3 separate regions of the Zea mays genome follow, and all the other regions are linked to region 3. Evidence: chromatin contacts called from public Hi-C data. All regions are on one chromosome and are shown on one strand. The core of a region is the stretch at or near the end of the contact, and the rest is flanking DNA. Distances in the headings are between cores, read along the strand shown. Region 1 holds the start of LOC100285702 (folylpolyglutamate synthase). Region 2 holds the start of LOC100194236. Region 3 holds the start of LOC103643388 (apomucin).

What was found. Hi-C and Micro-C count contacts between places; a contact is called where the count stands out from the background.
Region 1: a contact with region 3 is called in a Hi-C map of ear, with 2.7 times the contacts expected there. The contact joins the promoter of LOC100285702 here to the promoter of LOC103643388 in region 3. A contact is called at or near these places in 2 of 25 Hi-C or Micro-C datasets (bundle sheath and ear).
Region 2: a contact with region 3 is called in a Hi-C map of leaf, with 9 times the contacts expected there. The contact joins the promoter of LOC100194236 here to the promoter of LOC103643388 in region 3. A contact is called at or near these places in 12 of 25 Hi-C or Micro-C datasets (bundle sheath, ear, endosperm and 5 more) and 1 of 3 datasets of contacts at active chromatin or transcription factors (leaf).

The regions. Positions count from the first base shown.
Region 1 is chr1:231,540,350-231,543,088 of Zm-B73-REFERENCE-NAM-5.0, reverse strand. It overlaps LOC100285702 (folylpolyglutamate synthase), which reads right to left and starts at 1,323. Exons shown (of 16, transcript NM_001158593.2): 1 at 1,064-1,323; 2 at 849-976; 3 at 694-759; 4 at 1-60. The coding sequence starts at 1,307.
Region 2 is chr1:231,416,123-231,418,822 of Zm-B73-REFERENCE-NAM-5.0, reverse strand. LOC100194236 reads right to left here and starts at 1,384. Exons shown (of 11, transcript NM_001367049.1): 1 at 1,064-1,384; 2 at 694-806; 3 at 544-598; 4 at 384-439; 5 at 54-101. The coding sequence starts at 1,114.
Region 3 is chr1:231,143,613-231,146,393 of Zm-B73-REFERENCE-NAM-5.0, reverse strand. It overlaps LOC103643388 (apomucin), which reads left to right and starts at 1,306. Exons shown (of 5, transcript XM_008666551.4): 1 at 1,306-1,510; 2 at 1,621-1,947; 3 at 2,048-2,233; 4 at 2,354-2,781. The coding sequence starts at 1,441.

The sequences.
Region 1 (2,739 bases), core at 74-2,573, 400 kb before region 3:
GAGCCCAGTGTGGAAACCACATGATCGAAGGATTGACTCAGCAAATGTGCATGTTGAACCCTAAAGGATAGAAAAGATAAAGAGATCTCATGATGCATCCATTTAAACGTTTTCCTTTGCAAGACAGGCATAGAGTTTCCACAGTATATTGAGCGCTAGAACAATCTCAAAAGAGCTTCCATTCATTTACATTGGTCTGGCAAACAAAGTTTGCAGTCCAGTCCATTTATCAGGAAAGAGAAACTCCACAGGTATGGAGGTTTCCAATTCTACAATAAAGATTTTGCTGGTTGCAATTATGATTTCAGATACCCCCTGTATCCCAGAAATTAAAGACGCATGATTCCTCCTGTATGTCTCTTTTCTTTTTAATGACAAGACAGTAAAATGCTGGCTCCACTGTTCTATAGGGAAACACAGGACAAACAGAAACAAATGTTCTGGATCCTCTTCTTAATACAAACATACACAGCTCTCCCGCGTGTTCCATAAAAAAATTGAATCCAGCACTGGTCACTGTCACACTGAGATATTGTTATAACTCCATAACAACTACCGTCATGAATGGTGATTGTGCAAGATCACCAGTAAGTGTGTTACTGAAAACCGCATATATAGCTAACTCCATCGGAAGCAGTTCAGAACTGTATAAGAAAGCTAACCCCACGGTGCAACAACACAAGCAGCGGTTACCTTCCCTTTGGTCCCAGCAACGTGAACCACTTTCAACTGCGCGATGGATTCCTCCAGTTCCAGTATCTGACAACGCAACCTCACCTCAATCAGAAACAACAGCAGCAGAAGGCACCGAGACACGAACCAAACGGAAACACCCCGGCGACACCCACCTGGACGTACTTGGACATGAGCTCCCACTGGTTGCCGCGGTTGCCGGTGTCCGCGCGCACCTTCTGCGTTATCAGCGACGCGAGGCACCCGAGCACCTCCTCGTATTCCGCCGACCCCGTCGCCAGACCTGCGCTCCACACGCACCATCGATTCACAAGCCAGAAAGGCAACGGAGACTTAACAGTACGGGCTCAGCTGGCTCGTCATCGCTCACCTGCGTATGCGACACCAGCCATGGCACGGGGGAGGAGAAGGGACGGGTGAACCGACCCGGGGAGCGGGTGGCTTTGGTTGGGACCCAGCGGGCGGGGAAGGGCGGAGCGGAATGAGAGGAGGTGGCGGAGGTGTACGAGGCGCGGCGTGGGCATGGCGACAGAAGCGGGTACTAGCGTGGCAGTGGCGGAGGCGGTCGGGGAGAGTGGTGCGTGTCGGGGAGGCGCGCCGCCGCCCGCGCGCATCTCTCCGATGTTCGATGAGTGGCGCGGAGCAGATCAGCCAAGTTTTATGGCGAAAAAGTCGTGCCTGGGCTTTGGCTGGCCCATTGGGCCATTTATGCGATCATCGTTAGAAGGAAAAATCATACTAGAGGTAGCACTTCAATAGAAATGCAAACGCTCTATAAAATCTTAGAAGTGCAAACAAAATCACTCAAAATTAAGAATCCTGCCGACCAATTGAAGAAGAAAAATAAACTGCATGTATGTCTAAGATTGCATATAGGCTAAGTGACACATTCCAGAGCAAGGAAACATATTTATGGAAAACAATTTGAAAAATGTTAGCTATGCTCTAATATGTTTAGCAAAATATGAGAGTTATCACGCTTGAAAGATATGAGAAATTGCTCTCGGTAAAGCTTTTTCAAATGTATCGAACGTGTCCACTGGTGCACTAGACATGTGCACTGGACATGAAGCAAGCTCACACATATTGTATAGTTTTTTAGGCTAGCATAGATAAAGTCTAGTGTGCACCAAATTTCCCTTACCTGATCGTCGGATGGTGTACTAGGTAGGGCACTTAGAGAACATGTAAACTAGCACATCCACTTCAATTCCATTGGATGTATCCTGTATTGCATTGACACCACACTGGATAGAGAACTTGGAGAGCATGTAATCAGGTTCATCAACTGTAACACACGCACTAACGACTAGTTTACAGTTGCTGGAATTATAATTGCCAGAAGCACACAAGAATGTCAAGTACATGCATTAGCGGTGCACCGGACATGTCTCGTGCCTCCAATTTTAGCCCCATTAAAAAGGTAATTGATAGATTATTTTGGGGTTCTATAAATGAACTTTGTGGTCTGCCATGACTGACACCTCATGACCCCATTCACTTGTGCATACTTCTTGAGAGCTAAGAAACACACTTTACTTATTTGCATCATTTGGATCATCATTTGGATGAGATTTGAGAACTTATAGTCTAGTGCATTTTGTTCTTGAAACTTATGGTACTAGTTGAGCAACTTATGGTAGTTAGAAGTGATTATCACCACCTATATGGTTTGAAGTTTGCAGGAACATTGAACGACTACCGGTGACTGTTGTCGACTCTGATCATTGATTGTTAGAGGCTCTTATGGTCAATCCTTATAGAAGATTCACAAAGAACAACTCTAATGGACTCGTGGCATATTGGGGTATCAATCTAGTGTGACTCTTATGACGCTCTAATTGTGGGCTTGGTATGGGATACTAATTAGTGTGTCAACAACCTAGCTTGCCCTTGCCACACGACGACGTAGGTTGCAGGCAAGCAATCAAACCATGGGGATAAATAATTGTGTTTATTCACTTGCCTAATTCGGTTTGATCGCCATCACACTTGCATTTACATTGATATTATTGTCTTTGTGTGATTCTTGCTTAGTGACTATGG
Region 2 (2,700 bases), core at 135-2,634, 270 kb before region 3:
TCGCAGGGTCATGATCTTTCTATGAAAATACTAACATCCAGTCATCCACATACCTAGCCCCAGGAACAGTATGGCCACTTCCGGAGTTTGTTATGATAAACCTGCAGCAGTAGAAAACCAAGAATGAGTTCCTCACAGCTACAAACAAACTGCTGAAAAAAGGTTATTAAGGGGTTAGTTCAAAATTTGTTGCATTATATAATCTGGGCAGATTATAATCCCAAACAAACACCCCTAAGTCAGACAGTTAATTGAGAACCAGGACTTGGGAGTAATAACTCCAAAGTCCAAAATGGTACACCATCATTGCTACAAAGTGATCAGCTACAAAGGCCGTGGTGCCAATGCCATCGCGGCACAAGTTATTAAGCGGCGGGACTTACGCGAGCACCGTGAACACCATGATTGCCACCAAGACCACGAACAGCATGATCAGATACTAGGCACCCACACGTCAAGGCAACAGATGGCACTCCAAAAAGTACCAAGGAACCAAAGCGATTAAAGCTTCACTCAACCGGTTAATTGGAGGAGGAAGGATACTGTCCAGAGCAAGCAGGAGATGTTCTTCCAGGCACCAAGGAATCCGACGAGCGATCTGCAGCACAGATCGTCAGTGAGGCAGAGAGGTTAAAGCGGGGAGCGTGACAGTTCGCCGAGGTCATAATGATGCCACGGGACGGTGACGCGCACATGAGGAAGATCACTCCACCGAGGGCGATGACGGGGACGGTCAAGGTCCGCCTGCACTCGTCGTCGTGGGTGCTCATCCAGAACCCGAAGCCCACCACCAGTAGCGCCAGTATCTGTCCCAGGAACAGCGGCGCGAGAAAGTAACACCGACAAGTTATTTGCCACGAAACTACTAGTAAGCAGAGCAGAGATAGGGTGTAGTAAAATGGTGGGGGGAAGTGTACTTCAGCAAACAGCAATCAGCCGCCGGGACAGCAGGAATCGAGAATCAGCCTCGAGCGAGGCCGAACGAAAGCAGGACGGCTCCTCCGATTGGAGAAGGGAGAAGGGAGAGCAAGGAAGGATGGAGGTGGGCCGGGCTGAGACTGACCATGGTGAAGAAGTTGATCCACCTGATGACGAACGCGCTGGTGCTGCCCATCCTCGCTGCGTCCCCAAGCAACCGGATTGCTGCGCCGGCTCTCACGGGGCGGCGGCGGCGGCGGCAGCGGCTGGGAGACGAGGGCACCGGTGGAGACGGAGACTGAAGGCGGCGGCGGCGGCGGCAGCGGCAGCGGCAGTGGCTTGCGCAGAGTGTGGGACGGTTCGCGTGCGAGCTTAAAGGCAACGGTCGGAGACATCTACTAGCTAGCCAGGCACGAGCTCAGATCAGTCGCGGGGCTCGCGGCTGGAAACCTGCTCGCGCCGTCACCGAGTGTAGACGGTGACATGCGGGGTCTCTGCGTGCGGGCCCGCGGTGTCGGTGGGGAGAGGGAGGTCGACCGACCGGGGTGGCGTCGGCTGCTCAAGCCTTGTTGGACTCGGACTCGGGAGCGGTGCGAGCTGCAGAAGCTGGCAGCGGTGAGCGGCGGGCCGGGTGGAGACCGAGGGAAAAGAGGGCAAAGGGGCGTCCCGTTTGGGTCGGTTTGAACGTGGTAGGCGCGGTCGCGTCGTGCCGCTCTGCTCGAACCACCACCGTTCACGAGCGCGTTTGTTGCCGTTTCGCAGAGGGCTGGGGGGACGTGTAAATAAGGTACCGTGGGGGCGGGGTACGAACATCTTCATCTGTCACCAACAGAGCTGCGCCCTGCGTGGCTCCATCAGGGGCGCACGGACAGTGATCACATAATCGATCAATTCATGGCGATAGTAGGAATCTTCACTTTCTATATTATGGATCCTAGACTCCTTCATTTTTCTTCGCACGTAATCACACAATACTAGAATTATCCCCATAGTCAGATTCTCACAAAATCTCATCAAAAGAAAGGTTCCAAACATGCCCTATGAATAAGGCAAAATTTAGGAACAAGAAGCACCTCATCCTCTCTTCCAACATGTTCGATTGGATTTAATCTGTATCAACTTCTACTCATTCTACAGCATTTTTGTCTCTATTATTGCAGCTGAAGCAATCCAAACAGCATACTTTAATTCGAAACGAACAACCCTCCTAATTAACTTAAACATAGATGAGTCAAAATTTGGGAGAGTTTGACTGGAGTTGCTCTAAAACCCCAACATCTAAAGGGTTTGGATGTGAAAGTTTAAATCATGGTTGTTGGCTCTAAACACACATTCACATCCACCTAACCTAGTCAACACAACACACATATTTTCTTATTTTTTATACTCTATACTCAAACATAATATAGATAGTTTATGAAAAAATAGTGAAAAAACAAAAATAGATCGTGTTAGGCCTAACCCAATATGCCGCACCTAAGGCTCACGGTGACCGAGCCAGATCAACATGAGCTCAATGGGCAACGAGCTGGGTTAAATCGTGCCAAGCCATAAGCTAGCTACCCAACAAACCAAGTCCATTTGAGCATATATATACCGATAACATAATTGTCAGATCATCGACTAAAATACAGGATAAATTTTTTATTTGTTAAATTTAGAATTAGTTAAATTCAAGATTGTTGTTGTTTGATTGAAGAGTGGAGGGGTCACCGACGCAAGAACCCATCATGGTGTTGCCGTCCGCACAAGCCTGAAGTCACGAAGACCCTACTGACACTA
Region 3 (2,781 bases), core at 57-2,556:
TATACATCACATATCAACTCCAATACCCCATATCTTATTAAAGACTATATATCATATGTGTTGTACTATCTTATGTCGCATTAGACTATCTTATGTCATTTGAAAAAAAATATCCTATGCTATATTAGATTATTATGTGATTCGAATTTTGTCATTACAGTCGAACTATTGTGTTGGACATGGACTATATTGTCATACTGATTTATGGCCTATACAATACTCCTGGTGCAACTGTCTTACACGCGAACTAGATTCTAGTTAATAAATAAGCAATTCATGCATTATCCAACAAGTATCAAGTATCCACATGTATCCGGCAAATAATATCCGTACCCGTCACTTATCTGCCCGAATAAATATTCATCATTGAGATTTTTAGTCTTAAATCATTTGGTAAGATGTTTTTGTTTAATATTAGAATTCTAATTTGTTGTGATATCTTCTATGTCAAAAAGACGCATAAAAATTCATATAAATGTCAGAACGAATGGCACATATGCAGAGCAAAAACTCGTGGAAGAGCTTCGCTATGTTCAAGTTCAATTCTACTTGATCATAGATATTGTCATGCTCTATTCCGTGGGTGACTCCGATGCAATATTCGGCCGGCGTACCCTGGTGCTCCGGTACTTGTACTTGAAGTTGAAGCAGTGGCAGTGGCCCTGGCACCCAAGACAAGAGCGCAATTGGGAGTACAGAAAGATTTCCCCATACATGTCATCAAAGAAGAAAGAATTCCGCATGAAGCAGGCCGCGCACAGGCACAGCCCACCGGAGAAACGGTCTAGTGAAGTCAAACAGGCTGTGCACAGGCACACACAGCCCAGAGGCCACATCAGAAATTGGTCAAGCGAAGTGAATGGAATAGATCAATAGACCGCCTCGGATAGGAGAGAAAAGTTATCCCAGGGGCCAGGTCCGAGCCAGGCAGCCTCCAGAGTCCCAGGAGCAGAAATCAGGGTCTGGGTGCACACCTCAACCGGCCTCATCCAAACATCCAAATACGGTATGCCGACAAGCAGAAGCACTGAAGCAGGCAAAGGATCGACGCGGCACGGTGGGGTTGCATGCCCCCCACCGGCGTGCCCATGCCCCGCCAGGCCGCCACCTGACGGGCCACGAGACCACGAGATCTCATCAAGCGTGATCATCCCATTCCAAAGTTCCAGTCGCTTCTCCCTGCCCAAGCCCAACCGAAGCACGGCAGTTTCTGCACCCGCCACGCGTCCGCCTGCCCTCCCGGCCATAAACCACGTGTGCGTCGAGGTGGCCCTCGCCTCCCCGGCCCGCTCCTATTATATCCTCCTCATCGTCGAGCACCCCTCAACCCACGCACCAACTCTCGCCATTGCCAGTCAAGCTCGCTATAAGCAGCCAGATATTCAGGACCACCGATCACGATCCCAAAAACAGCGGCTCTGTGTCGCGACGTCGACGGCGATGGACGCTCCGGCCATGTTCGCGCGCAAGCAAGTCCCCGATGACTTCGGCCTCCGGAACATCGGCGAAGGTGAGTTATTATTAAGCTACGACCCCGCCGGCCAACCCAGTCGATCGCTAGTATGCACTAAGAACTACGCGTCCTCTCTCTCACCTTACTCTGTGATGCCGCGCGTGCAGCTGAGGACGAAGGAGCCGGGGCCCAGGCCCAGGCCCAGCTGCACCGCGACGAGAAGCAGCACAAGCCGGCCGTGCTGAAGAAGGTGAAGGAGAAGGTGAAGAAGATCAAGAACACCCTCGCCGGCCACGGCCACGGCCACGACGGTGAGCACGGCGGCGGCGAGCGCATGGGAGACGCGGACGCCGGCAGCGACAGCAGCGAGGAGGCGGAGGAGGACGCGGCGGAGAGGGAGGCCGCGCTGGAGAAGGGCGGCTACATGGAAGATGTCGAGGACAAGCCCCTCGTCATGGAGCCGGAGCCCAACCCCGAGCTGCACGGCGCGCCGAGTAAGTGCTCCTACCTGTTAATCGGCACCGGGTGCTAGGCTGATTCGGTCACAAGAAGTCTTTGTGTACTTACGTGTCTGCGCGATCCGTCCGTCTGCAGTGTACGAGTCGGCGAGGGCACCCGCCGTGCAGGACCTCATCGCCGAGTACGATCAGCCGGCGTGGACACCGGCGGTGCAGGAGGTGGAGGGCGACGGCTCCGCACCTAGGGTGCGGCTCGGTGATATCGGCGGCCCCGTCGTCGAGGATCCAGCCGCGCCGCGCTCCACGACGCCCACCGCGCGAGGTATGGCACACGCCGACTCGAACTCGATCATGGCACTCTGTTCCATCTTTTGTTTGGCACTCTACTCGTGTTGCGCTCGCAAGTGACACGTTTCCTTCTCGTCGATGTGCTAATCTGCAGAGGGTGAGGACATAGGTACGACGCCCGTGGTGCGGCAGTTTGAGACCATGAGCTTATCCGACGACCCGACGCACGTGGGCGCGGGCAAGAAAGGCGCCAAAGCAGAGGAGTGGAAAGACAAGGCCGCGGACACGGTGCGCGGTGCGGACGGTGGCGGTGGCGGTGGCGCTAGCTACACGGACACTCTCAAGAACGCGGCTGCCGGCACCACGGAGTACGGCAAGAAGCTAGCGAGCACGGTGTATGAGAAGGTTGCCGGCGTCACCACGGCTGTGGGCGTGGGGAAGCGCGGCGACGAACGCACGGAGGCAACGCCGGCGTCGAACACCCGCACGGAGGAGCGCGGAGCGGCCCCCGAGGCCACGGATGCGACGAGAGGCGCAGGGTACACCGACAAGATCAAGTCGGCGGCCGCGGGCACCACTGGG